Linked DNA regions of Mus musculus: region 1 is linked to region 2. A link is a contact called in public HiChIP or PLAC-seq data. All regions are on one chromosome and are shown on one strand. Each heading gives the region's core, a stretch centred on a gene start, on an enhancer-like site or on the middle of the called end of the contact. The rest is flanking DNA. Distances are from core to core; before and after follow the strand shown.

Region 1 (5,481 bases), core at 1,470-3,969, 34 kb before region 2:
CAGCGCTTGCTTCGCCCTCCACTCCGGCCAAAGGAAAGCAAATGCATTTAAATGCATCTGTTAGTGATGCCTGCTTTTCTGCAGTATCTCAATTCTTAGTGGAATACAAAGGCAGCCCCGTTCTCCCATAATCAAGGCAAACCCGTATGCTGTTTTCTAGTTAAATGTTTCTGATTACTGTAGGAACACTGGAAACAGTAGTCTTGCACTTATTAAATATTTATAGTTATTGCCTTATAAGAGCGAGACTGAAGCTTAATCCGGAGAAAGAAGGTGGTCACTTGGTCACTGTTAATATCAGTCAGACTTCGCTAGAGAAACAATTATGTGTGTCTGTGTGTCTGTGTGTGTGTGCATGACGTACATGTATAGTACAGTTGTGTAGTGTGTATGTGTCTATGTGAAATGTGTGTATATACATGTGTGGTGTGCATGTGTATGTGTGCAGTGTGTGTACTATGTATGTGTGTGATGTGTATGTTTATATGTCTCTGTGTGTATATGAATATAGAGTTGTGGTATGTATGCATGCAGTATGTATGTGTATAGTGTGTGTGGTATGTATGTATGCAGTATGTATTTGTATGTACTGTGTGTAGTATGTATGTGGTACATATGTGTGTGGTATGTGTGTATCTGTTTGTGTGTGTGTGTATGTGTGTGTGTGTGTGTGTGTGTGTGTGTGTGTGTGTGTGTGTGTATGGTGTAGTAGTTAAGAGAGTAGGAGTGTTAACAAGAATGACATATGTACGGCAGGCCAATTTGTAGAAAATTTGAAAAATCAGACAAGACTCTGAAAACCTCTAGCCCATGCTATTTGTCTATGTGTGTGGCATGCATACTTGTATCTTAACTATATTTGGAGACTCGAGACTGGCTGACGTCAACGATCTTTCTCAATTGCTTTCCTCTTTAATTATTGAAACAGGATCTCTCAGCCTATTCCAGAAGTCACCAAATGTCTCCCAGGACTCAGTCATAGAACAGAACCCTCACCTTCAGCTTTGCAGTTACAAATCGGCTTCCATGCCCACCTGGCACTTCCATGTGCCGGGGATCCTAATGCCTGCATGGCAAGCTCTTTACACACCGAGGCAGCTTTCTAGCCCTAAGACTGAATTTCTTTTAACGTTTTGAAACAGAATGCATTCTGCTCTGAAGACCTTCAGTGGTAGCTCTGAAGGCCTTCAGACGATTGATCTGGCCCATCCACCTTCTGGAGGATTCAGCTTCAAGGAAACTTCTAGACTAGTATTTGACCATACAACTGGCTAACACATCTTGGCTATCTATGTTGGAATGTAAAATTAACTCTCTTAAGGTCTGAGTAAAGTATTTACATTTTAAAAAGCAAGATGCCTGTGTGCCCTTCCTTGATCAAGTTCCTTTCAGTCCCCTCTCTGGCACTTATTTTATAAGATAGAGGTAAATCAAGGAGTGCGCACTTCATATGAAGAAACTGTGTCCAAACATTCACGGCCTGGCTGGGTCTCTGACAACAAATATTCAGGCATTTCCTATCAATCAGGAAACCTGAAAAGTAGAGTCTCAGTTCCAGAGAAGTTGGATTGTGGCAAATATTCTTGGGAACACCACTATACATGTTAATTCTGAAGGAAAAAGCAATTCTTCCACAAGAAACTCAAGGAAGACTAGAACAGAGATTTCTACTTCCCAACATATATCTGGACCCTGGGAACAATCTTTGGACTTGACATGGGATATAACCCAGAGATATGGCTAACTGTCCCCCTCTCCCAGCTGGGACAGTTTTAAGTGAGTTTCTTGTGCTCAGACTACTCTCAATAACCTTAGCCCACGTAGTGAGAATTAAGTGGGGTGCTGGTTGTGGTGAATCTTGGCCGAGCCAGAGGCTGGCTTTGGCTTATGTTTCCTGTACAAGCGCCCTTGCCAAAGAGTACAGCTGATCCAAAAGGCAGCAGAGGAGTGGATATGTTTCCCTGCTTTCTTTGAAAAGCTTTCCTGTGCTGTTCTAAAGCAATGTTTGTTGTCAGAACGCGTGTTCTTCCTGTTTTGTTTTTTTTTCTTAAAACAACCTTTCCTTTCAAGATTCAAACATTAAATACTGCACTGAGAGACAAAGCTGAGAGATGCCTGGTCTGGCCTTCTCCCAGATGACCAAGTTCCTGATTGGCTTAGACTCAGCTCTCAGGAATTCCCGCCCACTCATCCATTCACCAAATACATTTAAGAACATATTCCCGGGGTCTGTTATGTACCAGATGTGAGGGTAGGAGCCGAGGACATAGCTGTGGCAATTCTTTTGCAAGAATAGGTACTCTGTCCTCCCATCCCAATGGCCAGATGTGTTCAGAGGAATCTGATTCCTCTTCAAGATGGCCCTTTTTGTCCCACATGTTCAAGTATTTTAAATAAGAAGTATCTTGTAGGAGACAAGGTTTCAGAAAAAGAAGAAAGTGAAAGGAAGTATAAAAATTAATGAAACTATCATTTTTACAACCATGCCCAGAAATATAATTGATAACATACTGATATATTGTTTTCCACTCTCTATTTTTCTCTAATACATGTAAACTTGGAGACACACTACGTCCTTGCAATTGTAAGACTTAGTCCTATGACCCTATCCTTCAAAAGAACTTGTGGGAACAAAGGCTCTTGGCTGAGAATAAAATGAAGCCTTTTATAAGGGGGGCTTTGTAGCTCCTCCAGGGTAACCAGGGGAGCTTCCTCAGAAGCATGAAGTGCCCACTTTTTAAAGAGCCACAGGAAACAAACCAAACATGACACAGCCCAGCAATACAGACACAGACTCCAGGAAAAAGGGAAGTGCACACTAAATATGTGGCCACGAAGGAAAGAGCAACTTGCATCCTGAGACTTGGGGCTCTGTCCCTGACTTTTAGTGTCAATGCCTATCCTTGGAAGTTGTAGGTGTTAAATATGACCACAGAAGCAGAACAGAGGATCATATAGGTGGGGATGTTGCAAAGAAAATCTTACGCAGGGGATGGTAGACAGCCCGATCAGTAAAATGACTGCTCTGGATCCTGGGGGAGTTGATTTTGAACTTTACAATCATGTAGAAATGCCAACTGTGATGAGAGTGCACTTGAAATCCCAGTATTGTGAGTGGAAACATGCAGATCTTTGGAGCTTGCTGGCTAGCAAATGAGAGACTGTGTCAAAAACCAAAGGTGGATGTGGATGGCAACTGAAGAGCAACACTTAAGGCTATACTTTCACCTTTATGTGCATGCACACACATGCATGGGCATGGACATGGACATACACAGTTTGACCTAGTGCTAATATCCATTTAAATATCAAAGCCCTTTCAAGCCCATGTTGCACCGAGGTCTTTGTCACTGTTGGGGGAGATGGTGTGCTACAAGACAAGCACTCTTTCTTTGATTTAGTCAATGCCCCTGCATGGCATTGGGGTTATCACACCCTGATCAGAATAGTATGATAGATGCCCCTGGGAAGGACTTTGCTTTTAAGAGAAAAAGTGGTTAACTCCCAATTGTATACTATACCACAAAGACTTTGTTTTTGTGGACTTTGTTTATTAGAAGGAAAGAAACAAAACAGAACACTTGGACTCATCCCATAAGAGAAAGACACAGAGCCATGGAAGCAAAGGCTGGGAGTCACAGCATATTCTTAGCTCTACAAAGAACATTGTTGATGTAGACATAATACGATAGCCTCTATTGATTGATTTAAACAAAAACAGTAATGGAGCTATAATGGGAAAAGGGGAAAAGGGTGATGTAAGAACTAGATCATCAGTCATAGGAAGTTAATCCATTGTTCTGCAACTAGAACACAATAGCCAGGAGGGAGCAATTTATGAAGGAAAAGAATTTATTTTGGATCCTGGTCCTGGAGGCTGGAAAGTCTCAAATCAGGCAATTGTACCTGAAGAGAATAATAGGATTCAACTCATAGAGGAAGGAAAAAGAGCAAGCAGGCATGTGCGAGGAGACAAATCATAAGAGGTGTCCTCACTGTGCCAAGTCATTTTTGAACTTGCCACTGTATGCTGACCTTTGCCCTGTGACTTGATAACTTTTTGAAGGCTGCACCATTCCTCAAAGCCATTGCATTGGTGGTTCAGTTTCAGTGTCAGTTTTGGGAGAAACAAGCCATGTCTACACAAAGTGACTGTACAGTGATAATATCTAAAGTTCATTAATTACAAGTGATGGCCTGAAAGAGGTGTACTCAGCAATGTTCATGGCCCTCTTTATCATTATCCCTGTGTGTACTCGTAGGCATTTTAGTGATGTTTATATAAAGTCATCGCTAAAATTTTATAATCAATGAAGAATTACCACCCAACCATTTGCAGAATGGAAGTGGCCTTGCTGTAGGGCTTTTGTAGGTAGATCATGTTCTGGGATTGCGGGAGGTTGAAGGATAAGGGCTCCTGAGCTGCCCACTATTCTTTACATGGAGGGTGAGAAGCAGCTGTGACTTGGCATAACCAATGGTCTACCAAGTGTATTTGTTCACAAACGTGGAGGACTGAGTTCAAATCCCCAGAACCTATGTAAAACTCAGATATGGTTCTAATCATATACATACAACCTGGTATTGTTGGAGGTGGGGTAGAGGAAACATGTTTTGTTGGCCACCAACCCAGCTCCAGGCTAAGTGAGAGAATCTGTCTGAAGAGAATACGGCAGAGAGATAGAACAGGGCACCCAATATCATTCTGGGGTCTCTGTGTAAGCATGGCTGTATATACTCTCACACATATATGCCACACACACATATACACACTGTAACCTCCCCTCCCCAGCCTGAAACCTGTTTGCTCAGGTTTCAGTGTTAGAGAGCATCGGGGAGGAGCTTGCTGCCCTATCGTCCTGCCACTCCCACTGCCGCTGCCTGCCAACTAGCTGTTCCAGAGCACCTGCAACTTTACTCCTAGGTGATTTGGCGGGAATCGGGCCCCTTCCCCTGCTTCATAACTGAGTGTCAGAAATAGTAAAATTGAACCTTGATCAGACTGACTGTCTTGGTTACGTCTCTCTCTCGCGCGCGCGGCGCCTAGACCCCCTCTACTCTTCCAGGTTTCCAAGATGCCTTTCCAGACTAGAACCCAAACATGTGAGCCGCTGGCCGGACACAACAACACACTACAATTTTTTAATTAAATCAACGTTTAAAAAGCTAATATTTCTTTACTACCATAGGTTAGAGGAAGTCAGTTCTGACCAGGGAAGCCAGGGAGCTACACAGCTCTGTATATGATCTATGGCCTTTCTTGTTAACATAGCCTATGGATGTTTTCTGCATGAAGTAGTTTTTGACAATCTGCTTCTCGTGACATCTGGTCTCATGCCACTGCCGCATTAGTGGCAAATCTACATGCAAATACCGTGTAGATTTCGAGTGCAGTGTGCCAGTCTTCTTTCCTGGGCTGGAGTTCCAGCCCTGCCACTTTCCAGCTTTGGCACTGAGGTGCACAGCTGTACTTTCTACCTC
Region 2 (5,452 bases), core at 2,290-4,789:
TTCTTTCTTTCTTTCTTTCTTTCTTTTGATTTATTCTTATTGATTTTATATATGTGTGTACACTGTTGCTCTCTTAGGACACACCAGAAGAGGGCATCAGATTCCATTACAGATGATTGTGAGCCACCATGTGGTTGCTGGGAATTGAACTCAGGACCTCTGGAAGAGCAGTCAGTGCTCTTAACCACTGAGCTATCTCTCCACCCCGAGGATTATTTCTTTAGACCCTTTAATGTTGTATTTAGGATTGCCCCCAGAACCAATTCTTATTGGAGTCTTACTGACTGTTTCCCTGTGCTGTTTGCCTTGGAACCATAAAATCTCTCTGCAAAGTTCTCTCTCTGGCCTGGCGTATGGAGTAGTTGTATGGGCTTTCTTTCATAGCACGAGTGACTGTCTAAGTTCAGACCTCAGCATCAGAAGCAAGGAGGAATTAGGCTACGAGTGAAATCAATACTACTAACCGACCCTAAAATACAGATCATTCTGTATCATCCAACTGTAGCCAACATAGTCCAAGGGTCTTTACAAATGAAGACAGAGAACAGAGTTGTTTTTCTCCTTTCATCCAGGAATTTCTGGGATGAAACTCAGGTTGCCAGGCTTGGTGGCAAGTGAGTTTATCTGCTGAGGGGGCCCAGCCATTATTGTTCATTTAAGCTTTTAACAAATAGTTCCAAGTGACAATCCTGCAAGATCACTGGGTTCTTCATCTCTGTGCTCTGACACTACTTTGTGTACAGGGAAAAAAAAAACCCACAAAGGAGATTGGTCAAAGCATGTGCATTCCTATCATAGCAGTTTGTACCATCCGCCTCTGCCGTTTCAGCATTGGCCTTTCTCCTCAGCTCAAGGACTGGGGTCAACCCTGGCTCTCTCAGCTGTTCTTTAATGATCAAAGGTTGACACAGTTGTGATATTTGTCCACATGACACATGACACTTAGACCTTTAGACCTTTGTATCTTGACAATCCTTCAGGAGTTGATGGAGAGTTTCCCCATCAGGTACGGCTGGTTGTTGGCGTATTCTACTCATGTGGTTCTCCAGGCTTGATCCCTAGAGCAGCCTTGCAGTTCTCTGGGAATTTGTCAGAAATTTAAATTCCTGTGCCCCACCCAGGCCCACTGAATTTGGAAATTCTAGGGCTGGTGGCCAGCAATCTGTGTTATAAAACCTTCCTCCTGGATTCTGAGCCATGATAAACATTGGGAATCCAATGTTCAGGTTGGTCTGCTATCTTACCCTTAGCCTCAAGAATGCACAGTTCTTCCGGTGGCAGACTTTTAAAATATAACCTGTTTTCTATACATAATTCTAAAATGATGTTTAAATACATATTTTTTAGATTTGTCTATACAGTCTTCCAAAGAATGGCGAACATTGTTTGTGCTTTCCTTGCAACCCAACTTTCATGAACATCTAATAATCCTATGATGTAGCCTCCAGCCAATTTTAAGTCTATAACTACAACCGCCCCTTTGTCTAACTTCCACAAACCAAGCCAGTATTCTCTCTGATCCAAATAACCCACGGTCAGTTACCAAACAACTAGACAAGTATCTGTGGTTTAGAATCCGCTGACAGTATCTACACTAGACATCCTCAATATATTCCTGCATCTCCCTTTCCTTTTCCACATACATTCCAATAATAGCTTTGGTCTGGGTTTTCCCTTCACTCCCAGCCAAACCCAATGCCTCTCCATATGCCCCTGCATGACATGGCACCCCATCTTTCAGGAAATGTAAGCCATAAAAATAATCTTTCAGTACATTGATCTCGCGGTGTTGTCACAGTCATCCGGGAAATTAAAATCCTGTGGGCATACACTGGAAGATTTGCCTAATAGAAATAGAAGCAAGGTGCCAACCAAGGAAGTGAGAAAATTGGGACAAAGACAAAATGGGAACACAGAAAATTTGATGAAGCCTGAAAAATTCATATGCATCAGGCACTCTGTAAGGCTTCTACCTTTGCAGAAGAAAGGGAAGTGGTGACCTAGCACGTCAAACTGCCAAAGAAAACACATACTTACCTCAAATATTCAGGGAGTCACAAGACAACAGCCAAGCAGTTCTGAGAAGCAAAGCTCTTCCTGGTTTGGGGAATGGAAAGATCACCCTGCCCCCTCCCAGATTCTTTATAGAGCCTATTGGAACAGTTGCATCTTGCCTAGCTCCCAAGGACAAGCTGTGGAGAGCCACTTCTTTTCCATCTCTCAATTTAGATTGTAGCGTAAAGTCCAAAGCATATTTAGCAACCTCATCGCATGAGTGTTGTGTTTGAATCTGAGGTCTGGAACTGGTGTTTGCTCTCTTAATGATTTACTTAATCTAAAAAGAAACATACTGCATGAAGCCCTAGTCTTTTCCAGCACTTTAAAGATACACATTATCATCCACAAAATTAAGTCTCCCTATCATTATTCTATTGACCAATTAAAGAGACAAGTAATAATGAAACAGGTAAAAAGGAAATTTACTCATTATGGCCACATAGGGAATTGGAGGAAGCAAAAGGGTACAGTTATCACCAAGTCCACCGTCAGGAGTACTGACCAGAGGTTTAAGTCTATATAGAGAGCTAGAGATAGTTGTAAATTGAGCACTCCTGCCTGGTTAAGGTGTGATAGGACTGACCTAGCACTGTTTCGGCTCACTCCGGTCTATCTTGCAAAGTGGTCTGAGAAGTTGTCAGAGCTACGAATCCTGGGAGGCAAGCTCCTTCTCTGGATAGCGCTAGGCCTTCAGTGTTGTTTCCATTTCTCCAGGATGAAAATACCTAAAATTTAAAACATTATTTGGAGTATAATGTTTCAACAGTCTGATGGCCTGAGGGGCGCTAGTGTCTCCTCCCCTACCACAGTGGTTATGTTAGTGGTCTGGAGGACAGGTGGAGACTTTCCAAGTTCTCTTTCAATATTATTAATTTCAGTTGAGCTGTTAGGGCTAGTGAGGAGACTAGGCAGTCTAGGGTCAGATAAATATCACCGTCAATGCTTTTAATAGACAGCCAGATACTGAAGGCTTTCATGATGGTGACTCTCAACGACTTGTCTGACCATCTAGGAAGGAGGGAGAGATGGCATTTGGAATGGGATTGGGATCCACAGCCTCATAAAATAGCTCCAATTCTCAGCTCTCAGTGTTTTATCGCAATCTCCGCTCAGATTCAGTATGCACGGCTGAGGCATAGCCAGCCACAGTCAGGCCAAAACAAGACGTAAAGTGGGGAAGTCATGCTTGCTCCAGTGTTCAGATCACTCCTGTCAGACTGGAGCCGGAGCTGACAGGTTTGGTTGTGGTCAAGCTGCACATTTGAATCCAGCCAAGAGACCGGAGTGAAAGGTTCAAGCCAGGAAAAGACCTGAGTCAGGGGGTAAAAAGGCAAGGTCAGTGGATCAGGGCGGAGCCTGCGAACGGCTGGCGCGAGGTTGGGGCGGGCCCGGAGGCGGGGTCTAGTCCAGTGAGACTCGCGCCTGCGCAAGGACAGACCGGGAGGCGGGGCCGCGCACGCGTAGTGCGAGGGCCCTGGAGGGCGGAGTCCAGGAGGGTGCCGGCCTAGGGAGGGGGCGCGGCGTCGGTGAAGTCCGGCGCTCCCGCAGGCCGAGGAGGCGATGCTGGCTGCTGCGGGGCAGGCGGCTGGACAGACCGGGATGTGACGGAACTGCCTCTCGCCTCTCTCCCATCCTCGGGCGGGCAGGTCGCTGGGCGACCGGCAGCCGGGCCGCGGCCGAGGAGGCAACGCGACCTCCGCACGGTGAGAGTCGGGGGTCAGGGCCGGGGTCTCGGGGCGCCCGAGGCTGCCTGGCTCCGGGGCGCAGCGCGGGCGGACGGAGGGCCGGGTGTCCTTGGCCAGCAGCGCTCTGGGACGACCCTCGGAGCCCCCGCCCCCTCTCCCGAGCCGCCTGCTGTGCAGCGGGCAGGCCGGATGCCCCTGCTCGGTGGTGCTGTGACGGGAAGGGGCCGCGGGATGCCCGGGCTGCAGCCTTCCTGCACCGGGAAATCAGGGCGAGGCAGAGATGCCCTGGGATTTCAAAGCCTGGATGCTCGCGTTGGTGAGGGAAAGTACCTGAGAGCCCGGAATGAGTGGGATTTTTTTTTTTTTTTTTTTTTTAAATCACTGAGTCAAAACAAAGACACGCCCTAAAACACGTCTTGAGAACTTTGGTGGATTACGGGGCGTCTGTAGGTTCAGGTGCTTTACGCCCCTCCTCTCCCTCTTTTGGACGTCTATTTTTATACATTTTTTTTAAAAATGTACCTACTTTCTTGACAAAGTAAAGGGAGGGGGCAATCCATTTGAGGTGGTCGTTGCTCGTAAAGCCTGATTTTGAATTTCAATAATTGCAAATTCATCTTTGCTGGCTACCTAGCCAATTAGGTTTGCTGATCATAAAATAGGCCTTAGCCATGGAAATGACTAGTGCACAGACTCTTCGCCGTTCAAGATTGGAATGCCCTGTTTCACTTAAGGAGAGAGAAAAACCAGGTGGTTCACGCCTTTATCCTGGCATTCAGGACGCAGAGGCAGGTGGATTTCTGTGAGTTCCAGGCTAACCTAGTCTACATAGCAAGCTTCAGAATAGCAAAAACTACCTGGACCTTGTCTCAAAAAACCCAAGCTGGGGGAGGACGGTTATGAATGAGAATAAGCATTTACCTTTTTTTTTTTTTTTCAGAGTAGCCGTTTGAAAAAGCATTTTTTTTGGGGGGGTCAAGAACATTAAGTATTAGTGAGACATATGTATTTAGACAGTTGATTAAAGTATCATCATTTAGATTAAAAAACTGGAATCAAATTTAATGCAAAGGATAACTATAAAGTATGCGTTAAAATGTATAGTGTATAATTGGTAAGGGATGTAAACGTTGATGAAGGGTTTGCATTGGATGAAGTCAGTCTTCTTTCCAGACTTTATTAATGTTTGTCTCTCTTAATTTGTTAGAGTGCATTGCTCTTCTCTTATATGGTGGTTTTCTTCCTTGTTCTCAGCAACACTGACCTCAGTCTCTAGGTTAAAAATACTTAACAACCCTTAACCTGTAATTTGTTCTGTTTCTTTAATACGTCATAACAAGAAAGCCAGAAGCCGCCCTTCGCGCAGGAACTTTTTTATTCTACCTTCCCTCAGGTAGAATCTTTTTGCTTGTTGCCATATTGCTTTTACTATTGTGGGTGAAGAAGAGAATTTTAATTTCATGGTTAGAATTCCTTCAGTCTTTTCCAGTTTCTGGTGCTTGTCTGCGTTCTCGTTTCGTCTACAGTTACACATGTCCTCTCCATGGGACTGTTTGCAGTTCACAGACGATGGCATCTTCCTTTGTTTCCTGGGTCCAGAATTGTCTTCCTAGTAAACATCTTGCATCCCCGCTAGAGCATTGAGCTTGAGTCTTGTCTGGGCATTTCATCTCTTGTTTTCACTGCTCCAGCAGCACCAGGCCACGCTG

Evidence for each region. HiChIP or PLAC-seq counts read pairs in DNA pulled down with a chosen protein or histone mark.
Region 1: a contact with region 2 is called in an H3K4me3 HiChIP or PLAC-seq map of neural progenitor cells, with 3 times the contacts expected there. The contact joins the enhancer-like site here to the promoter of Ccser2 in region 2. A contact is called at or near these places in 1 of 39 promoter capture datasets (liver), 6 of 484 Hi-C or Micro-C datasets (8-cell embryo, cortical neurons, forebrain and 3 more) and 2 of 115 datasets of contacts at active chromatin or transcription factors (embryonic stem cells and neural progenitor cells).

The regions. Positions count from the first base shown.
Region 1 is chr14:37,000,314-37,005,794 of GRCm38.p6, reverse strand. No RefSeq gene overlaps it. Among named protein-coding and RNA genes, the nearest start is that of Ccser2, 34 kb to the right of the region's middle. Within about 2 kb of position 2,719, at least 8 of the 459 cell types and tissues checked have an H3K27ac peak or open chromatin away from gene starts, as enhancers often do. A contact at or near this core is called in neural progenitor cells and neural stem cells, where this site is marked.
Region 2 is chr14:36,966,851-36,972,302 of GRCm38.p6, reverse strand. It overlaps Ccser2 (coiled-coil serine rich 2), which reads left to right and starts at 3,539. Exons shown (of 11, transcript NM_027045.1): 1 at 3,539-3,761.